Regions from separate parts of the Mus musculus genome. Here region 2 is linked to region 1. A link is a contact called in public HiCAR-type data. All regions are on one chromosome and are shown on one strand. The core of a region is the stretch at or near the end of the contact, and the rest is flanking DNA. Distances in the headings are between cores, read along the strand shown. Region 1 holds the start of Asic2 (acid-sensing (proton-gated) ion channel 2). Region 2 holds the start of Ap2b1 (adaptor-related protein complex 2, beta 1 subunit).

The links. HiCAR-type assays count read pairs that join an accessible place to other places.
Region 2: a HiCAR-type map of astrocytes shows a contact between it and region 1, with 6 times the contacts expected there. The contact joins the promoter of Ap2b1 here to the promoter of Asic2 in region 1. A contact is called at or near these places in 1 of 39 promoter capture datasets (hippocampal neurons) and 1 of 115 datasets of contacts at active chromatin or transcription factors (astrocytes).

The regions. Positions count from the first base shown.
Region 1 is chr11:81,151,324-81,155,705 of GRCm38.p6, reverse strand. Asic2 (acid-sensing (proton-gated) ion channel 2) reads left to right here and starts at 2,803. Exons shown (of 10, transcript NM_007384.3): 1 at 2,803-3,948. The coding sequence starts at 3,241. It overlaps Gm51910 (a long non-coding RNA gene), which reads right to left. Exons shown (of 3, transcript XR_003949744.1): 3 at 3,973-4,382.
Region 2 is chr11:83,300,131-83,304,785 of GRCm38.p6, reverse strand. It overlaps Ap2b1 (adaptor-related protein complex 2, beta 1 subunit), which reads right to left and starts at 2,089. Exons shown (of 22, transcript NM_001035854.2): 1 at 1,949-2,089.

The DNA.
Region 1 (4,382 bases), core at 1,554-4,053:
GAAAAACACTGTCTTGAAAAACAGAAGAAGGAGGAGGAGAGGAAGAAGGGGGAGGAAGAGGAAGAAGAGGAAAAAGAGGAGGAGGAAGAGGTGGAGGTCTTCAGGTATGTGTAGCTGTGCCCTAGAGAGTGAGCACGGACATCCATATACATAATACGTGTGCATCGTGTGTATATATACATGATTGTGAATGAATTCATTGTGGGTAATATATGGTTGTATGGTTGTGTATATTTATATACTGTGTGTATATATACACACAATATACAGTATGCATTGAATGCACATGCAAGATTGCAGCATGTATGTTTGTATGTATGTTCAAATGTGTCAAATTTTGTATTATGTGTCAAATGTATTTGTGCAGTTGTGTGAACCTGGTAGGGCATGTGTATATATAGTGTGTGCTTGGGTACATGGACATGTGTGCTGAGTGCATATGTGTGGTGTATGAATGGGAGATGAGGGGCTCAGAGACCATCTTCTCCAGTGTTTAGATACAAGGAGTTGCTTCATGGAAAGAAAGCCCCCAGGCCAGTGGGAATAGAATATCCACTCTAGTCCTCTGCATCCTTCATAGAAACCTCCTGGTCATTTCACAAATCTTCCTAAATCCCACAAAAGCTGTGAATTCACCTTTGTTCCCAAGTCTTTCGTCCTCCAGTTTCCTGTCCCAGAATTCTGATACTCCACTAACTGGGGTGTCTGTCTTCTTGTGCTTTGGGTCCTTCATCCATTCCATCTACTCTCAGAAATGTCTGGAAATTCTTTTATCCCAAAGGTAAGGAACTCGGAGGGCTGCCTGTCTCAGTGATGTTTAGAAAGTATGTGTAGAGTTCTTTTGTGAACCCTGCATGCCAAGGCAGCCATAAGAGCAGGACCCCAGAGGCCAGCCTGGTCTACAAAGTGAGTTCCAGGACAGCCAGGGCTATACAGAGAAACCCTGTCTCAAACAAAACAAACAAAACAAAACAGCAGGACCCCAGCCCTGATCCAGAGGCTGAAAACCACAAGACCCTCTGAGACAGTAAAAACTGTCAGGGCTTTGTGATCTGAGCCTTGAACCCAGCTAACCACTGCCCAACTGTGCCCTTTTGGGCAAGCTTTAGCCTCCCTCACATCACTTAGAAAATGGAGCCAGTTGTATCTAGAAACCACATTCAGTCCCCCCACCCCGACCGAAAGTTTAAGCAGAATATTTAAAAGGCAGTATCAAAAGTTTAAAATGTCCAGGAGTTATTGAAAGCCTTGGGTGCTTTGTGGAGTCTCTTGACTTGGGACGACATCCCCTTTCTTACTCTCCCTTCTCTTCACATCCAGGGAGAGCTACTTTTGCCTGGCTTAACACCTCCAGAGAAAGGGGTTGGGGCACTTGATAAATTTCTAGAGGCAGAAGAGAGGAGCTGTCCCCTTGAGTCCATCCTGCCACAAGTCCTGTAAGTTTTCCCAGTAACTGGTCACATAGCCCTTCCTAAAAGAAATTCATACACATGCAAATCGGAAACTATACTCATTCATACCCACAGCCAAGGATGTGCACACATAGAACATACAGCCCATCACAGGCACTCGTCTACTTATGACACATCCAGCAGCCGCAGCACATCAACCCACAGGCAGCTTCACGAATTGAAGACTTGGCACAAACGCCGGTTCACATATAAACAGTTCACATCCTACACACACCCCTGCACGACACCGCACTCACACTTGCTCAAGTGCCCACGCTGCACAGTCCCATCTCTCTCCAGCCCATTTCACACGCCCAGGCATCCCTTCACATTTCTTTGCACACGGCTTGCACATAAACACAGCATTCTTACTACTCTCCATCTCTTCCACAAGCCGGTACAACCGACCACATCTGTGCTGCCCCCAACCCCCCCCCCCCGCCCCAACATCCCCTGCAACTTCAACAAGAGGCTTCCCGCTTGGTGTGCAGCGGCCACAGTGGCCAGGAATTAAAATGCAGCAAGGAGGAGCCGGGAGCGTCAGAACCGCGTCTCCAGGAGCGCACAGCGCTCGCCTCGGCCGCCGCCGCCCCGCCCGCCCGGAGCCGCGGGGCCAGCGAGCGCAGTAGCAGGTGCTCAGAGCCCAGCAGCGCCAGCCGCGCCAGCCTCGCGCGGCTGCTGCCCAAGTTCGCCCGGGGCCCGAGGAGGGCCGGGCTACCGAGAGAGGAGAGCAGCCGCCGCCACTGTCACCGCCATCGTGGACTTGGAGTCTTGAGAGGAGACGGGCCCACCGGAGCTGCGAGCTTCGATGAGCAGCGAGTCCGGATCAGCCTCAGGAGGTGTTGCTTGGGCTCCGCAGTTCCCAGCTCCCGTCTCCCAGAGAGAATAAGAGGCAAGGAACAGCATAGCCGGGTTTTTCTAAAGACGATCCGTGCCGAGAGGAAAAGCGATAGTTTCCCAGCACCAGCAACCTTGGAGGGGCCCAGCAGCGAGCAGCTTTCCGCAGGACGCCTTGAGAAGCCCCCGCCCCAGACGACAGTAGACACCCCGCGGGACTCAGGACTTGGGGAAGCCTGGGAGCGTCTCAGCAGAAAGCAGCTCCGGCAGCCGTGAGAAAGAAGGGTCCTGGAGGAAAGGGAAGGTGCAAGTCGCCACTCGGCGACCACTCACCCCAGTACACACCCACCCCACCCGCCGAGCCTGGAGCCGCGGAGTGCCTCTGGGGGCGCTCGTTCCTTGGCGCCTTCCCTCGCATGTCCCAGCACCACTGGGCTAAGGGCCAGACTAGTGGGGTCCCCGGGACTGGCCAAACCAGGCATGGTGGCCCAGTGGTCTCTCTCTCAGGATCAGCGTAAAAACTGGGGTTAGTCCGTGCAGGGGGGACTCATCTCAGGGTCCCCCGAGGTCCAGGACCAGGATAGGTCGGCGGGCACAGAGCCCAGGGATTGGAGAGGCGGCTCCCAATGGGGCCCCTCCGGAGGTAGTGCCCAGTGACTCTCGTCCTTCTGGAAGACTCGGGGCCAGCAGAGCCTGGGGGTGGGGGGTAGTTAGGAGAGGCCAGAGCTAGGGGCGGCGGGCCGAGGCGGCACTCAGTCCCGGGCGAGCGCCCGCGGAGGCGGCGGCGGCGACGCCGGGAGGGCATGCCGCGCCACCGGAGCTCCTGTCGGGAGCAGGCTTCCCTGGCACAAGCTGCGCGCGGCTGCTGCTGCTCCCACTGCTGCTGCGGACTCCCATGGCGGCTCCGCCCGGCCGGGGCCGCCGCCGCTGTCGCCAGCCTCGGGCTGAATGAATGAGCCGGAGCGGCGGAGCCCGGCTGCCGGCGACCGCGCTCAGCGGCCCGGGACGCTTCCGTATGGCCCGCGAGCAGCCGGCGCCCGCGGCGGTGGCGGCAGCTAGGCAGCCCGGGGGCGACCGGAGCGGCGATCGGGAGCTGCAGGGGCCAGGGGTCGCCCGCAGGGGGCGGCCGTCCCTGAGTCGCACTAAATTGCACGGGCTGCGGCACATGTGCGCGGGGCGCACGGCGGCGGGAGGCTCTTTCCAGCGGCGGGCGCTGTGGGTGCTGGCCTTCTGCACGTCCCTTGGCTTGCTGTTGTCCTGGTCCTCGAACCGCCTGCTCTACTGGCTCAGTTTCCCGTCACACACGCGAGTGCACCGCGAGTGGAGCCGCCAGCTGCCGTTCCCCGCTGTCACCGTGTGCAACAACAACCCCCTGCGCTTCCCGCGCCTCTCCAAGGGGGACCTCTACTACGCGGGCCACTGGCTAGGACTGCTGCTGCCCAACCGCACCGCGCGCCCGCTGGTCAGCGAGCTGCTGCGGGGCGACGAGCCGCGCAGACAGTGGTTCCGCAAGCTGGCCGACTTCCGCCTCTTCCTGCCGCCGCGCCACTTCGAGGGCATCAGCGCTGCCTTCATGGACCGTCTGGGCCACCAGCTGGAGGACATGCTGCTCTCCTGCAAGTACCGGGGCGAGCTCTGTGGCCCGCACAACTTCTCCTCAGTGAGTTGCCCTCCGCGCGAACCCGCCCTTTCTGACCCCGCGCTTCCCAGGAGTCCTGAGGCTCTTAGGTGGGCCCCAGGGACTGGACACCAGGCCCCTGTGAGTGTCACTACTTCCTGACTGGGTGTCACCTCTCCTCAGTGCCCAGGAAGAAGCCACTCTCGAATCCCCTGAGTCTTCAGGTGGTGGGAAACTTGGGCTTGGCTCTGTCTAGGAAGTCATCTTAATGCTGTTAGCGTCTCCTTGTACAGTTCCTTCCGGTGTCAGCTCTCAAACTCCTCCTTCTACTCTCTGTGGTCCCTTCTCTAAATAGTGACCCACACACACACCCGAGGTTCACGGGACCCAAAGCTACTGCTCTCTGTTTGGTCTCTAGAGTTGCCTTAAATGGGAGGCTTGTTCTCTTTGGGGAGAACCAATACAAAACCCTTCAA
Region 2 (4,655 bases), core at 840-3,339, 2.1 Mb before region 1:
CGAAGTCCTTTCTCTCCTTCCAGCCTTCCCTTCCTCCAATTCCCCAAAAGAGCAGCTCAGCAGTGAAACAAGATTAATAGGCTGGGTAGAATACAGTCAGAAAAAAAAAATTATAAGGTCTTAATTTCAAATGGTTCTCTGGAAAATGGCAGCCAGCGTTAGCACTAGCAAGACCACTGTGCCCTCCTTTGCACATGAAGTCAATACTAGCCAGAGTTCAGTAAATTCTAAAGCAGAAAGTCATTCCAGTCACCTCTGCTTACAAGGATGAGTGGTATAAAGACCATTGCTGGCCAGATGTTCATAACATAAGGACAGCAGCAGCCTCAGATTAATTTAGCTTGTCAGAAATAAAACGTTAAAAGCTAAATCCACCTCTGGCTTCTATTTAAATAACTACAAGTTAATTTATTAATATAGGATTATACGGAAAGAAAGAAGCCCAACAGTCTTACACCCAACTGTTATGAAATGCCAGGACATTTTGGAAAACTTAAGCCCAGGAGGAAAGAAGAAAAATGGGGATGCTATCCTCCTTCTGAATGCCCCTTGTCTAACATGGTTCAAATGTGTGCCTTGAGACGAAAGCAAAATCTTTTCCAGAAGAAAAGGATGCGAGGGACCTCTCTGATCTTAATTCATCAGGATATTTACTCTGTTTTAATTTACCACACAACTTGACTGAGCTGTTTGCAGCGCACACTCCCCTCTCTTTCTCAGGGAGTCTACCCTGCAAGGCACCTACTCAGTTCTCAGTTTACATGCCCGCCCGCCTCACTTAGTCATCACTGGAATGTGTTACCGATGGCTGCACCTACTTCACCTGCCGCTTTCTATTATTACCTTGTAAGTGCACCCTAAGGCTAAGCAGTGAACTGCACAGGAGAGCAGTTAATAATTTAAATTGTTCCTCTCTAAGAGACCACCTTCCTTCTTAGTCACTAGCCTTACTGAGCTTACAGTGTGTTCTTTGTCTTTTAAACCACAAAGGTTGCAAAAAAAAAAAAAAAGTTTGGCCACTAAAATAAAAGAAAAAAAAATCTCCCTTCTAAAAGTAAAAAAATTCAGCGAAGCATCCATGACACATTCACACTGCTTCATAACTAAATTGCTTGAGTTTAATAAGAGCCTTCTCCTAAAAAGAGGGCTGCTCAAAAAGCTAATACATCCTGTGAATTCAAAGAATAAAGAAATAGCAGGAAATTCCAGGGTTTTGTTTTGTTTTTTTTTTTTCACTTCTAGTAGAATTTACAGCCTTGCCCAAACTAGACTGCTCCTGATAACCCCAGGGAATATAGGGAGGGGGGAAAAAAAAAAGAAAAACAAAATTCCATGCTAAGATTTATTTTCCCCTCTTACACAGAGGGTGGGGGTGGCCTCAATTATGCAGGTTTCTCCTTCCTTCCTCGAAGTACAGTTAGTCCCCATTCTCTTTATCCACTTCCCCAGGTCAAGAAATCTGTCCAATTTTCACTAGGTAAGGAGAGATGCCTCTTAACCCCAAATACGTGCGACAAGAGAGGTTTCAGTGACCAAACGGTCGCGGGAATCCCTTCTCCCTAGTCGTGGAGACACGTCGGAGCTTCTTTCTCAATGAACAGATGTCAAACGGGAGAGCTGGGTGGTTCTCCCTCGGCCTCCAGCGGCCACACCCCTGGCCTGAGCCTTCCCCAAGCCGGTCTTCGGAACCTTGCTTCGCTCCGAAGCCCCCAACTCCCGCTGCTACACCGGAGCGCAGCCCCAGGCCACCACGGTCACTACGATGGAGGCACTTTCTCCCAGCTTTTCCCTCACAACGGTCACACCCGAGGACTCCTTCCACCCTCAACCGTCACGCTCCTCGGCTCTCCTTTCCTCCTGAGCCTATGACCCGGCTTGGGGCTCCCCTCCCTCACAAGCACCGCGAGTCAGTCAGGGCACACCCCAAAGCCAGCCGCCTTGAACTCACCGGAGGCAAGGGCGGGGTGGCGGCGGCGGCGGCGGCAGTCGGAGAGCACAGCCGGGGTGGTGGTGTAATGGTTTCCTGCCCGTCACGATTCTCTCTAGATCTAAGCCACTGCGCAAAACCCAATTTGCCAGGGACAAAGATGGTGAGCCGGAAGCTTTGGCGTAAGAGAATCTCGCCGCCTGACGTCATCTGGGTGCGCGGGAGAACCAAACGGCCAGGTCGTGTCTGTCGCCTCAGCAACGGAAAGGTTTCCCTGTCTCAGGGATAGGGCAGTTGCCTATACACTCAGGAGACCCGCAGTTGCTTTCCCACCGGATATCTTCAATAAGTGGGTATTTTCGGGATTTATTCCCGTGAACAAGATTTTTGTGAAACCTGTGTGAGATATCCTATTTGCTCAAACACAAACCTCAGCTAATTTGCTTGTAAGGTTAAGAAGCCCATAGAGGTGATAGAAACCAGGACTACAGACGGACGGATGAACTAGGAGACGGCGACTCAAAGATGGCTAAGAAGCATTCAGATCTGAGTTTGAATCCCTACATTGAACAAGACTGGAGAAACTTATTAGCGCCCCCTTCCTGCCCCGCCCTTAGGCTTGAGTGGTATAAGGTACCTAAAACAGGTTGTGGATACAGGTTTCATTAGGAAACTATAAACTGGTACAGGCGTTTAGTTACCATGTCCAGCTTCAAAAGAAAAGAAAGACCAACGTCGGGCTGTGTAACTCAGACAAGCCTAAAACTAAGCCCTCTTGCTTCTTTCTGCCTCTAGAGCACTTTGAACTTCTCTATCTATATACCTAGACTCCAAGGCTTAGTGGTGCTTCTAACCAGGCACCCCTCACTCTACTATTGAACAATCTTTTTTTTTTCATTTTGTTTTTTAATGTGCATTGGTGTTTTGCCTGCATGTATGTATGTGAGAGAGTGTTCCCCTGGAACTGGAATTTCAGACAGCTGTGAGCTGCTATGCGGGAGCTGGTAACAAAATCCAGGTCCTTTGAAAGAGCAGCTAGTGATCTTAACCACTGAACCATCTCTCCAGCCGCCAGATTTGAAACTTAAAAAACTCATGGTAGGACTGGAGAGATGACTCAGTGTTTAAGAGCACTGGCTGCTCTTCCAGAGGTCTTGAGTTCAATTCCCAGGCAATCCCATGATGGGTCACAACCATCTGTAATGGGATCTGATGCCCTCTTCTGGTGTCTGAAGGCAGCTACAGTGTACTTGTGTACATTAAAAAAAAAAAATAAATCTTTATATATTAAAAACAAAAAACTCAAGGCAACTGGGTGTGGTGGCACAAGCCTTTAACCTCAGCAATCAAGAGGCAGAGGTAAGTTGATCTTTGTGAGTTCAAGGCCAGCCTGGTCTACAATGTGAATTCCTGGACAGCCCGGGCTACACAGAAAACTGTCTTTGAAAAACAAAACAGATGACTTAACCCAATTACATTTATTTACTGAGCATCTATTAAATAATTTCCTATGTAACTTACATTTAATATATACTTAAGATCTCCAAACCTGATGGTCAGGCTTAGCCTTTAATGCCTTCTAATAGAAAGGTTAATCATGTGCCTTCTATTAGACTACACATTTGAGACTGGGGTTTTTAATGCATTATTTGGTAACTAAAAACTGGCACATTACCAAATTGAAATAAAAACTGACACTATTTTTCTTTCCAGAACTGGGAAAGGATCCTAGGGCTTCACACACGTCCTACCACTGAGTTATATAACCAACCAGGACATACTATTTTTAACTTTTTCCTTTTCTCATGGAATACAGTTTCCTTTTTATAGAGTAGTCTTGTGGGTCCATTAATCAGGAAATCTTGACCCTCTGGCTAACCATGATTGATCAACTTTAAACCAAGATTGCTCAAATGGGTGTTTTCCCCCTTCCTCCCCCTTTCACCTCTTTCCCCCTTTCCTCACTGCCAGGTAGCCCACTGCCTCAGGCGCTGGGGTTACATATATATGCCAGCACCTTCTGTCAGAAGAATCTGACCGTGGACACAATGAGCACTTGACACTTGTTCACTGTAACAAGGTTACTTGGATGAAACGTTACTAATTCCTGCTAGAGAGAACGCTAAGGGAGTTATATAGTCCTGTTCTTTTTGAGCTATCTTGTTTTGTGAGCTACTCCATTTAAACGTTGCATCTGTACAAGTATGTGTCGGTACCTCAGGAGACCAGAGAGAGCACTGTATCCCTGGAGCTGGGCTTACAGTTAATTGTGAGCCTCTGAATGTGGGTGCTGAAAACTGAACTCAGGCCCTCTGCAAGAGCAACAAGTGCTCTCACCTGCCCATCATCTCTCCAGCCTTCCCACCTAGAGTTTAAGTTCCTTTTGTTTTAAAATAGCCTGCTTCTGTTCTTTGCAACTAAAAACCTTAATTGATGCAAATGTTTCATTTTCTACCTGTTTTAGCTATTTCTTAGCTGTGTGTTTTTGCTATTCACTTAAAAGCATAAACAGCTAGAGAGATGCTCAGTGGGCTGGAGAGATGGCTCAGTGGGCTGGAGAGGTGGCTCAGTGGGCTGGAGAGGTGGCTCAGTGGGCTGGAGAGATGGCTCAGTGGGCTGGAGAGGTGGCTCAGTGGGCTGGAGAGGTGGCTTGGTGGGCTGGAGAGATGGCTCAGTGGTTAACAGCACTGGTTGCTCTCGCAGAGGACCTGACTTTGGTTCCCAGCAC